Linked DNA regions of Zea mays: region 2 is linked to region 1. Evidence: chromatin contacts called from public Hi-C data. All regions are on one chromosome and are shown on one strand. Each heading gives the region's core, a stretch centred on a gene start, on an enhancer-like site or on the middle of the called end of the contact. The rest is flanking DNA. Distances are from core to core; before and after follow the strand shown.

Evidence for each region. Hi-C and Micro-C count contacts between places; a contact is called where the count stands out from the background.
Region 2: a Hi-C map of leaf shows a contact between it and region 1, with 2.6 times the contacts expected there. The contact joins the promoter of LOC100279424 here to the promoter of LOC100281352 in region 1. A contact is called at or near these places in 4 of 25 Hi-C or Micro-C datasets (ear, leaf and tassel).

The regions. Positions count from the first base shown.
Region 1 is chr2:218,574,587-218,579,316 of Zm-B73-REFERENCE-NAM-5.0, forward strand. It overlaps LOC100281352 (delta(14)-sterol reductase), which reads left to right and starts at 2,461. Exons shown (of 13, transcript NM_001154270.2): 1 at 2,461-2,871; 2 at 2,981-3,098; 3 at 3,188-3,258; 4 at 3,496-3,552; 5 at 4,070-4,161; 6 at 4,361-4,408. The coding sequence starts at 2,821.
Region 2 is chr2:218,734,877-218,739,606 of Zm-B73-REFERENCE-NAM-5.0, forward strand. It overlaps LOC100279424 (FIP1), which reads left to right and starts at 2,471. Exons shown (of 4, transcript NM_001152434.1): 1 at 2,471-2,654; 2 at 2,767-2,868; 3 at 3,054-3,328. The coding sequence starts at 2,486. It also overlaps the pseudogene LOC109944404.

The DNA of each region.
Region 1 (4,730 bases), core at 1,211-3,710:
CTATAGATGAATTAAAGAGACGTGCTTCTTGTAAGTGGCATAATTCTTTTTCTCATGCCACCAATGACTGTAATGTTTTTCGTCGAAAGGTACAATCGGCCATAAATGAGGGCCGGTTGGCTTTTCAGGAAATGCAAGTGGACACACAACCATTTCCCGTTAATACAATAGATATCGCATGCAAAAAGGTCTTAGTTCGGCCCGAAATGGCCGATAAAAGCAAAAGCAAAGACATCATCATTGACGATCCTCGCACGTCAAATACATCGCAAAAGGAGATTGCTCGAAAGGCTCCGGATGATAAGGCTAAAAAGTCAGGAGGCACCGGGGGGCAAGCACAATTAATGAGCCAAGCACGACAGCCTGGCTTGAGCATCACGGACGGGCTGGCACATACGTGCGGACGGTCCGGTGCTCAGACAGACGGTCCGGCTAACTCTGCCGGACAGTCCGCCTATGGCCAAAGACGTCAGCCTCCACACAAAACTTTAAAAGGGAAGGAGACGCAAGGGCAGAACATATATGGTCGGCTGATCAAAGCCGACCCTACTTTTGATCAGTTGCTCTCCAAGGATACTAGCAAGAAGACCGTTCTACGTGATCGGTCAACGAAGAAACCCCGGTCACTTGCTAAGACGAAACGGGTAAACAAAACGGCCCGAAAGGCGACACAACAAGCATCGCCTATTCATCCTATGAGACCAGGGTACTTTCCACCCGTTTACTCATCATCGTTATATTATCCTGTTCAAACATGGAATGGTATAATGATGAATTCGTGGTACATGTATAGTCCCTTTGTCTATCCAGACTGGGGGCACCTCCATTCTATTCCTTTTGATCCATTGACCAAATGGTCATGGCCGAGAAAGATACAATCTGAAACGACCTTTATACATTGGTGTTTTATTAAATGATCTCCATATCGAAAAGCCGGTGACTTACATCAGGTTTAGTTCATATGCTTTTGGTTCGTCAACCTTCACCAAAAGGCAGGGGGGCATATGTTGGAGACCAAAAGTGTCTCGCGGACGGTCCGGCCCTGAGGCCGGACGGTCCGCGGTCCGGACAGTCCGCGGTGGTAGCGCGGACGGTCCGCGCGTGCGCAGAGTCAGTTAGGGTTCCTAGTTTCTCGCGGGATTTGTTACCTAAAACCTCGGGATTAACTCGGAAATCAGTTTGAAGCGAATCCAGACCTCCCATTTATATAGATGAAGGGCTACGACCGATTGAACCCCCAACAATCGAACAAATCAAGTCCATTTCTCGTTTTTACCTTACGCATTAGGAATAGTTCTAGTCTAGTTCTAGGTTAGCTTCTCAATCCTCAAATCCTCCGCTTCTCTTCGACTCTACGTCGATTAGAAGAGTTTAGGTCGGCCTGCCGAGCCTAGACAACTCCTAGGATCTCTCCTCCCCGACGGGGTCCCTCCCGGGAGCGAGATCCAGGCGCCGCCGACGACCTTTCGCCGTCCCCTGCGCACGCGCGGACCGTCCGACCGCTAGGCAGTGAACGTCAGCCTCTGTTTCAGGTCACAGACCGTCCGGTCCCTGGTCGCGGACCGTCCGCGTCTGTGCAGAGAACACCGCCGCCGGTTCTTGTTGAGTGTTTGGTGCTCGAAAAAGGTGTCAACACTGACCAACGTCGATAATAACAGCATTGACAATTTGTGTAGTGTCAGGCCGTCACTGTAGAACTGTTTCAAAACAGCACGCAGCACTGTACCCCTATGTTTTGCTGCCGGCCTGCCGCCAAGCTCAGGTTGCGGCTGCGGGAAAGGTGAAAAAAGAGGACGACTAGGAGAAATTGAGCCGATGTATATCCGCATGGTTTTTCCGCATGAGAAAGCATAGAGAGACCATCTAAGGAATCGTTGGGAGTTAATTTTTCTAATTTTCTCTAAATATGCTTTGAGATTAGGGGTATTGGAAGCTGTAAGAGACGAGTCCCACAACTGTTAGCAATTTTTGAACGAAACTCACTGAAATTCAGAGTTTTTTCGTTTTCGAACTCCCACGAAAATTTGTTTTCGCTGTAAATTTCGAAAAATTCGGTTCACCGTTCAAAAAGTTCTAAAAATCATAAAAATAAAAAACCGAGTTTTTTCAACCGGATATCGTTGCTTTTTGTCTGAAACAACGAAATTACCGAAGTTGCAACAAAATTCGTCGAGAAAACATCGAATTTCGTTTTAAATTTAAAATTCTATATTGAGCGGATTTATGCGAATTTTGCTTCGAATTTATATGGTTGGTGTATTTGGTTCAATGTACATGGTGGAATGTGAGAGAACAGCTATAATATTTGGATGAGAGTTACATAGGGATGAGATAGATATCGGAGTAGTTTTTTTTAACGGTGTGATCTAAAAAATGGAGGTGACACGTTGAGTCAAACCAATTACCAAATACGGAGTACATCCTAACCTACTGCCAATCCCATGGTCCCACTCCCAGGCACAACAGCCACCCGCGACCCCAAGTCCCGATCGGCCGCCGATCCCGATCCCGATCCCGACCCCACCTCCCTGGCTCCACAGCACCCCTGCTCCACACACACGGCCGCCAGCAAGCCGCCGGCCCTAGGCCCTACCGTCGCAGCGTCGCCTGCTTGACTATCTGCCTCCAGCCCTCCAGCAAGACTTCAGTCGCCTGCCCCAGCCTGGCTGCCGCCGCCCTCCAGCAAGGCAGCAAACGCCGGCCTCCGGCCGCCCGTCCCTAGGCCAGAGGCCACCCCTAGGCCGCTAGGCTTCCACCGCCGACGCCCACAGAAACCGTAGGCGCCACCAGGCCACCACGAGATCCCTGCCGTGACGGAGAATGGAGGCCGCCGCGGCCGTCCTCCCCACGCTGGTGCCCTCCGGGAGCGCGGTGGTGTCTCGTCGCTCATCGCTCGCGACCGTTGTTCCTCTGGTCTGCTGCGGGTTGCTGCACATGGATCGCTCACTGTGTACTTGTGTGCTCGCTCTTTGCTGCGCAGGTGGTGGTGCTCCTCGCCTACCTCGGGTATCTCGCCGCCGCTGGAGCCATCCTCCCAGGGAAGCTCGTCGACGGAGCCCTACTCCCGGACTCCTCTCGCCTCCACTATCGCTGCAACGGTACCTCCTCCTGCCGCTGTTCCCTGAATCCTCTGGGCAGCCGGCTGAGTTGTTCGATCGCCTTCCCTTGATTCTCGTGTGGCTTGCAGGTTTGCTCTCGCTCCTGCTGCTGCTGGGACTCTCGGCGTTCGGTGTCTACATGGGGTGGATGTCTCCCACGGTGAGCTCTTGCGGTCTTGCCTCTCTGTGTCCAGTCCTCGTGCCTTGCGCACTGGGTGTGTTCTTCTGCTCAACTGCTGTACTAATTGTACTCCAGTTCAACAAGGACCGAGCCACAATCCTTTTCAGATGGGCGAGCGTAGTGAAATTTTTATTGTGATTTATTGTCAATGTGAATTGACATAGGTGTGCCAAGTTGATCAACAACATATTGTTTGTCATTTGTCAATGCTTGCAGGTTGTAGCTGACATGGGACTCGAACTTCTGTCAGTGACCTTTATTTTTAGTGTCATTGTAAGTGCTACCTTGGACCTTACTGGATCACCTGCACTTGATTATGAATATTCTAACTACTTGATATACATTTGGCGTGCCACCGTGCTATTGTGGAAAATGAAAGGACCCCCCTGCATGTGTCTGACTGATAAACCTGATCTTAACTCCACGCCAATGAGTCCTTTAATGTCTGTTCAGGAGTGTTACATCCTAAAGTACTTCTAAATTTTCTCAATTTTATCTCAGTCACGAGTGTGCCTCATGCATACAAACTGTTGGCTGTCAATACATTTTGTTACAACAAACAGTTTCCTCAAATTAATTGTCCATCCTTAGCTTGGACAGAAATTCACAAGAAAATGACAAACCTGAACGTAATGTTTCCACTAGTTTGGTCTTGATCAAAATTGCATGCAACTGTCTGCTCAGCATCGTTCATATTTTCATCATGCAGTATTCAGTTACATTTTACCACAAACTATACTATATTGAAAGCTATTTGATTGGCTGTTCATGCATCACTCTTTGATTTCAGGTTTCTTTTGCACTCTACATTGCCGGCATCAAGTCCGGCCACAAAAGTTCTTCTTTGAGACCACATGTTAGTGGGAGCTTCATGCAAGATTGGTACTTCTAGAAAACTCTATATTGTGTTTGTATATAAAACTATGACTCGCTTATTTTTGACACATAAGTTTTCTTGTCTACAAATTCTTGTTATTATTGAAAGATCAAGCAAACAGAATATTTCACTGGCCGTGTATTTTATTGCAATTCTCTTTTAGTTAACAACGACACTTTTTGTGCTGATGACTTTGTTTAATAGGTGGTTTGGAGTGCAACTTAATCCTCATTTTATGGAAGTTGACCTCAAGTATGTTAGCAATTTCTTTCCTGTGTTTTTGCCTAGCATATGGGATCGAAATTTTGAAATAGGACAGGGTTACCAGTTACCACGACAGAATTGTTAACGGTTGATTGGTGTAAGACCATAATTCAATCAGTGTTCTTAAGGCGGTAAGGCAAGCATGTAAACATGATCACAACGCCTAGGCGGGCAAGGCGCCTAGAATTATCCGAGCGCCTGGTTGCCTAGGCGACGCCTTAAAACATTGAATTCAATTATGATCTGTTTGACCTTTGGCAAATCCATAGTCCATAATGCAGTTAACCCATACCTGATACTTTGCTCATAA
Region 2 (4,730 bases), core at 1,221-3,720, 160 kb after region 1:
TGGGTCATTAGCCATGTTTGGTTGTACTTGTGCTGCTAATTTGGTGATGAGTTAGTTAGGAATAGGGAGCATGAATGCCACTCTCATTGTCTTACTTGATGTATGTGGCGAATTTAATGCCTACTTTAGGCCAACATGATTATTGGTTTGATAAAAGCTTGGAAAAGTTTGGAAGATGGCTGTTGTCAATTATTTCAGTGTGGAACTTCATATGAAGCTTATTTCAAGTGTCATGAACCTTCTTTTAATACTCTCTAAATGTTACAGGACTTATGTGTGCTACAGTTGCAGGACATGTTAGTTAATCTATAACTTTCCACTTTGTTTAGTTGGATCGAGCACTTCTCATTGGCATTGAAGTTATCTCATTCACATTAAAGAAATAATTCATTACTATGCATTCATTTAGTTTGAATTGCACTTCTAATTGGCATCAAAATTACCTCATAAAGTCATACACCTTAGGTGTTGGCCGTCATATTTTTATGAGTTTCTTACCCATAATAGATTTTGCAGTTGTTATCGAGGAAATTGAAGAGGATGACAAGGTTGTTGTTGCTGAAGTGCAGAAGCGATCGAAGAAGCAAATGCCTTGAAAATGGTGATGAGTCTCAACTTTAGTTTGCTGTAAGAAATGCACCTACTAAATCCTTGGAAACTGAAGATGAAGATGGTTTTCCTGTATCATTTTCTGAAACAAAGAAGAGTTTTGAGATGGTTTCAAACAAGAATGGGGGGAAAGACAAGGAGACTAGCAATGAAGATCGGAAAAGAAAAAGTGGAGCCATTAGCGATTGTGGTGACTCTTCAGGGTACATTTCCCCCCTAGATATTTCTTAATTCATGGCATAATAACATGCTCCATTGTTTTGTAAATTTACTTGTGGTTATAGGGAGCTAAAAGCTGAGATGGATGGGGCATCGAAGGAAAAGAAAAAGGGCAATGACAAAAGCACTGATATGAACACAGAAAAAGTCAACAACGAAGAAAAGGAGGTTAAGCAACATGATTCTCCAGCTGATCCTATCAGTACAAAACAGAAGAAAAAGAAAAACAAGAACAAAAGTGCCTCTAGGGGTGATGGCAGTGAGCAATCTGCTAAGACAACAATATGTTAGTATCTTGAAATGTTGCTTTGCAGATGCTTTTCACATAGGAATGTTAATCACATGGCTCAGTATCGTTTGACAAGGTTTGTCACCTAATTTTAGTGATAAAGACAATGATGAGGCAGGTGCGCAGGAGGCCATAAAAAGAACAAGACAAAGAAGGCACATAACATAAGCAGAAGTGGAAGTGAGGCAGAACTGGACTTAGTGAGTCAGATAGCAAGGAACCACTCCAAACATGTACGTTTGCCAATGGTATGATAGTCCAGGAGGTAGAGATGGGCAAACCTGATGGTAAAAAAGCCACAAGGTAAACATTTCTGGCATCTGAGGAGCTTCATAGGGATGATCCCCTCCTAGCTACCCATTTATTATTGCAATTTGTCACTGCCTTCTGCGATTCTAACATTTATATGTTTTACCATGACCTGCATGCAATTTTTGCATGGCTATGATAAATTTTAATACTTGAGGCCCTCCTATCTGATGCCTTACAATGCTATTTTGTTTTCTTATTAGGTTGTTGTTAGATAGATATATTGACAAGCTAAAGAATGACGCTATTTTTGACTCCAACATCAGTGGAAGATCTTTTGAGGTTAGACTAGGTAGTTGCTCTCTAGCATTACTCCAGAGTAGTAGCAAGGGATGGTTTTAATGGTGTGTTGCTTGCAGGTGTTGGGCAGGTTATCAGTGGTTGGGCCGTTGGCGTCAATGGTATGTACTACATATTTGCATCCATCTTGCAGGTTTGCCCCGGCGGTGCTAAATGACCGGCTAACCGAACAAGCTAGCCAGCCCCTCAGGGATGAGTGGACATCATAATATCATAATTTCCCTCCAGTGCTGTGCAGGTTCAGAATGGAGTCAACACTCGGTTCTCCACTATTGCACTCTTACTTCAATCTCCTCTCTCACACACACCACCTTTGCTAGTGGCAAGATCCATGACTTCTACATTTGTCCTTGGCTGGGCACCACTGATGATCAGGAGAAGCTATAACTACCGGCTTAGGTTAGTTGGGCACTACAAGGTTGGCTCGAAGTCACAAGTGGGTTAGTATTCGCCCTCAGTTGACCACAAGCTCATTCACAAGTGAGACAGAAATGGGTGAGCGGCAGCGTCCCGGTGTTGTGTTGTGCTACCACTTGGACGGCCCGATCCTTTCCTGCTCACGCGTTCGAATCCACGTGTCGCGCGCTCATGCCCGTCGTTCTCGTGCCCCACTCCCCCCTCTCTCGCTGACTCGGAGCAGTCAACAGCTTCCCCAATCCCACCCGGCCACCCCGCCCGCCCCAGTCTGGCAGCCTGCCTCCATAGTCCATCTCCTCTCCCCCTACCGACACCGATCCCATTCCCCAGGCCCAAGCGCCCATGGATCCCAAGCCCGACGCCAGCGCGCCCGCCGCGGTGCCAGCGGAGCACGCGGCGTACCCGAGGCTGTCACCGGAGGACATCGCCCCGCCGCCGCCGCCTGTCGTGCCGCCGTCCGGCGCCAACCCCTACGTGCTCTCCGCCCCGTCGCCTAACCCGCCCGCCAAGAGTGAGTCCCCCTCGACCTCGCGCTATCTTTTTCTTCTTCTTGGTGATCTCGTTTCACTGCCTAGTTTGTTGTGGCCTCATCGCTCTGGTTTTGGGGGATCACCGCCATGCAGGCGCTAGGGAGAATCTGAGGGAGATGTTCGGCATGGTGGGGAAGAAGTTCAACGAGGCCGCGCGCAAGACCGAGGGCATCGCCGGCGACGTCTGGCAGCATCGTGAGTGCTTTGATTTCCCCCAATTTGACACCAAATCTGAGCACTGATACTAGATGACGATGATCCGTAGTTTGCAATCAGAAGCACGCTAATAGTAACGCGCGCGGACTCTGCTATGTTCAGATAATCAACGCACATAACTGTTGTTGCTGCAATAATAACACTCAATCTGTGCATCTCTGCAGTGAAAACTGGACCCAGCATCACTGATACTGCCATGGGGAGGATTGCTCAGATATCCAAGGTTATATCTGAGGGTGGCTACGACAAGATATTTCAGCAGACTTTTGAGTGCTCGCCTGATGAGAAGCTCAACAAGGCATATGTGTGCTACCTATCAACGTCGCATGGACCAATCATGGGCGTCCTGTATCTCTCGACTGTCAAGATTGCATTCGGTAGCGACAGCCCTGTGAAATATGTGACTGAGGACAACAAAACTGAGTCATCCTTTTATAAGGTACGTGGTGGCTGCGTCTCTTGCCCCCCACCCCTTCGGTGTGTGCAATGGAGTTCTTTGGGATTGGGACCCTGGGTTTGATGCTAAAAAAGGGTGTACTCTGGTTTGCATCAGAAGTATGTGTGAACTTTTAGATTACATGACCAATTGGATGCTAAATATCGAATACGTGATTGCACATTAGTTATCAACTTTTTTTATTTATACTATAGAGATTGGTATATATGCTACAAAGTTGCTACTTAGGGGGTGTTTGGTTCCCTGACTAAAGTCTAGTACGTGTCACATCGGGTATTATTGGTATTAAATATACTCTAATTACAAAACTAATTACACAAATAAGGACTAAACAACGAGATAAATCTATTAAGGCTAATTAATCCATGATTCGTCCATGTGATGCTACAGTAAACTTTTGCTATTCGTGTATTAATTATGCTTAATAAATTTGTTTTGTCATTTAGTCCTTATCTATGTAATTAGTTTTGTAATTAGACTATATTTAATACTCATAATTGACATTCAAATATCTGATGTGACACGGACTAAACTAAAGTCAGGGGAACCAAACATCTCCTTAGTAGTATAGTAAGAACTACAACAAAGTCTTTTAGGGTGTGTTTGGTTTGACTGTTAGCTTTGGCTTTTGCCTTCCAAAAGCCAAACCAAAGGGATCGGTCTAGAAAGCATTTTTTTCTAAAAGTCGGCATTCTCGTAGTGCAAAACTGAAAGCATCTCTGGACCTGCTTTTAGTTGCTTTAAAATGGAACTGTGTAGATATATATGGAAGAACTTTTAGCAGCTTTTAGCGGTTTCCACCAAATATTTTTTTTAGCCCACAGCTCACAACAATTTTTCAAAGCTCAGCTCACACCAGCTTTTTTTCACAGCCACAACCCAACTAAATAGACTCTTAGTCTCGAGGAGGTTAGATTAGGCTAGAGTTAAAAACTTGACAACACTCAAAGTTAAAGTTTGGATATATGAATAGTTGGTTTCCATGTGCTCTTATTTAAGGTTAAATCTTTAAGATATCTCGTCCTTTCAAGTCTTTTTTTACTATTTCTTTTCATGTCAACTTCGGTCTTCCTCTTTCTCCCTTCTAGTTCTTATTGCTATTGTGTCTTTGGAGGTCTACGTTGGACATGTCCAAATCATTTCAACATTGTTGGACAAACTTTTCTTTAACTGGGGTAGCCCTAGCCTATGACACATTTCATCATTTTGTACTCAATCCCTTTTTGTATGGTCATAAATCTAACACAACGTACACATTTTTGCATCACTTATCTGTTGACATGTAACATTTTTTAGGTCAATATTCTGCAGTCTGCATCATACAACATAGCAAGTCTAATTGACGTTCTATAAAACTTCTTTTAGCTTAAACTTGTCTTCTAGC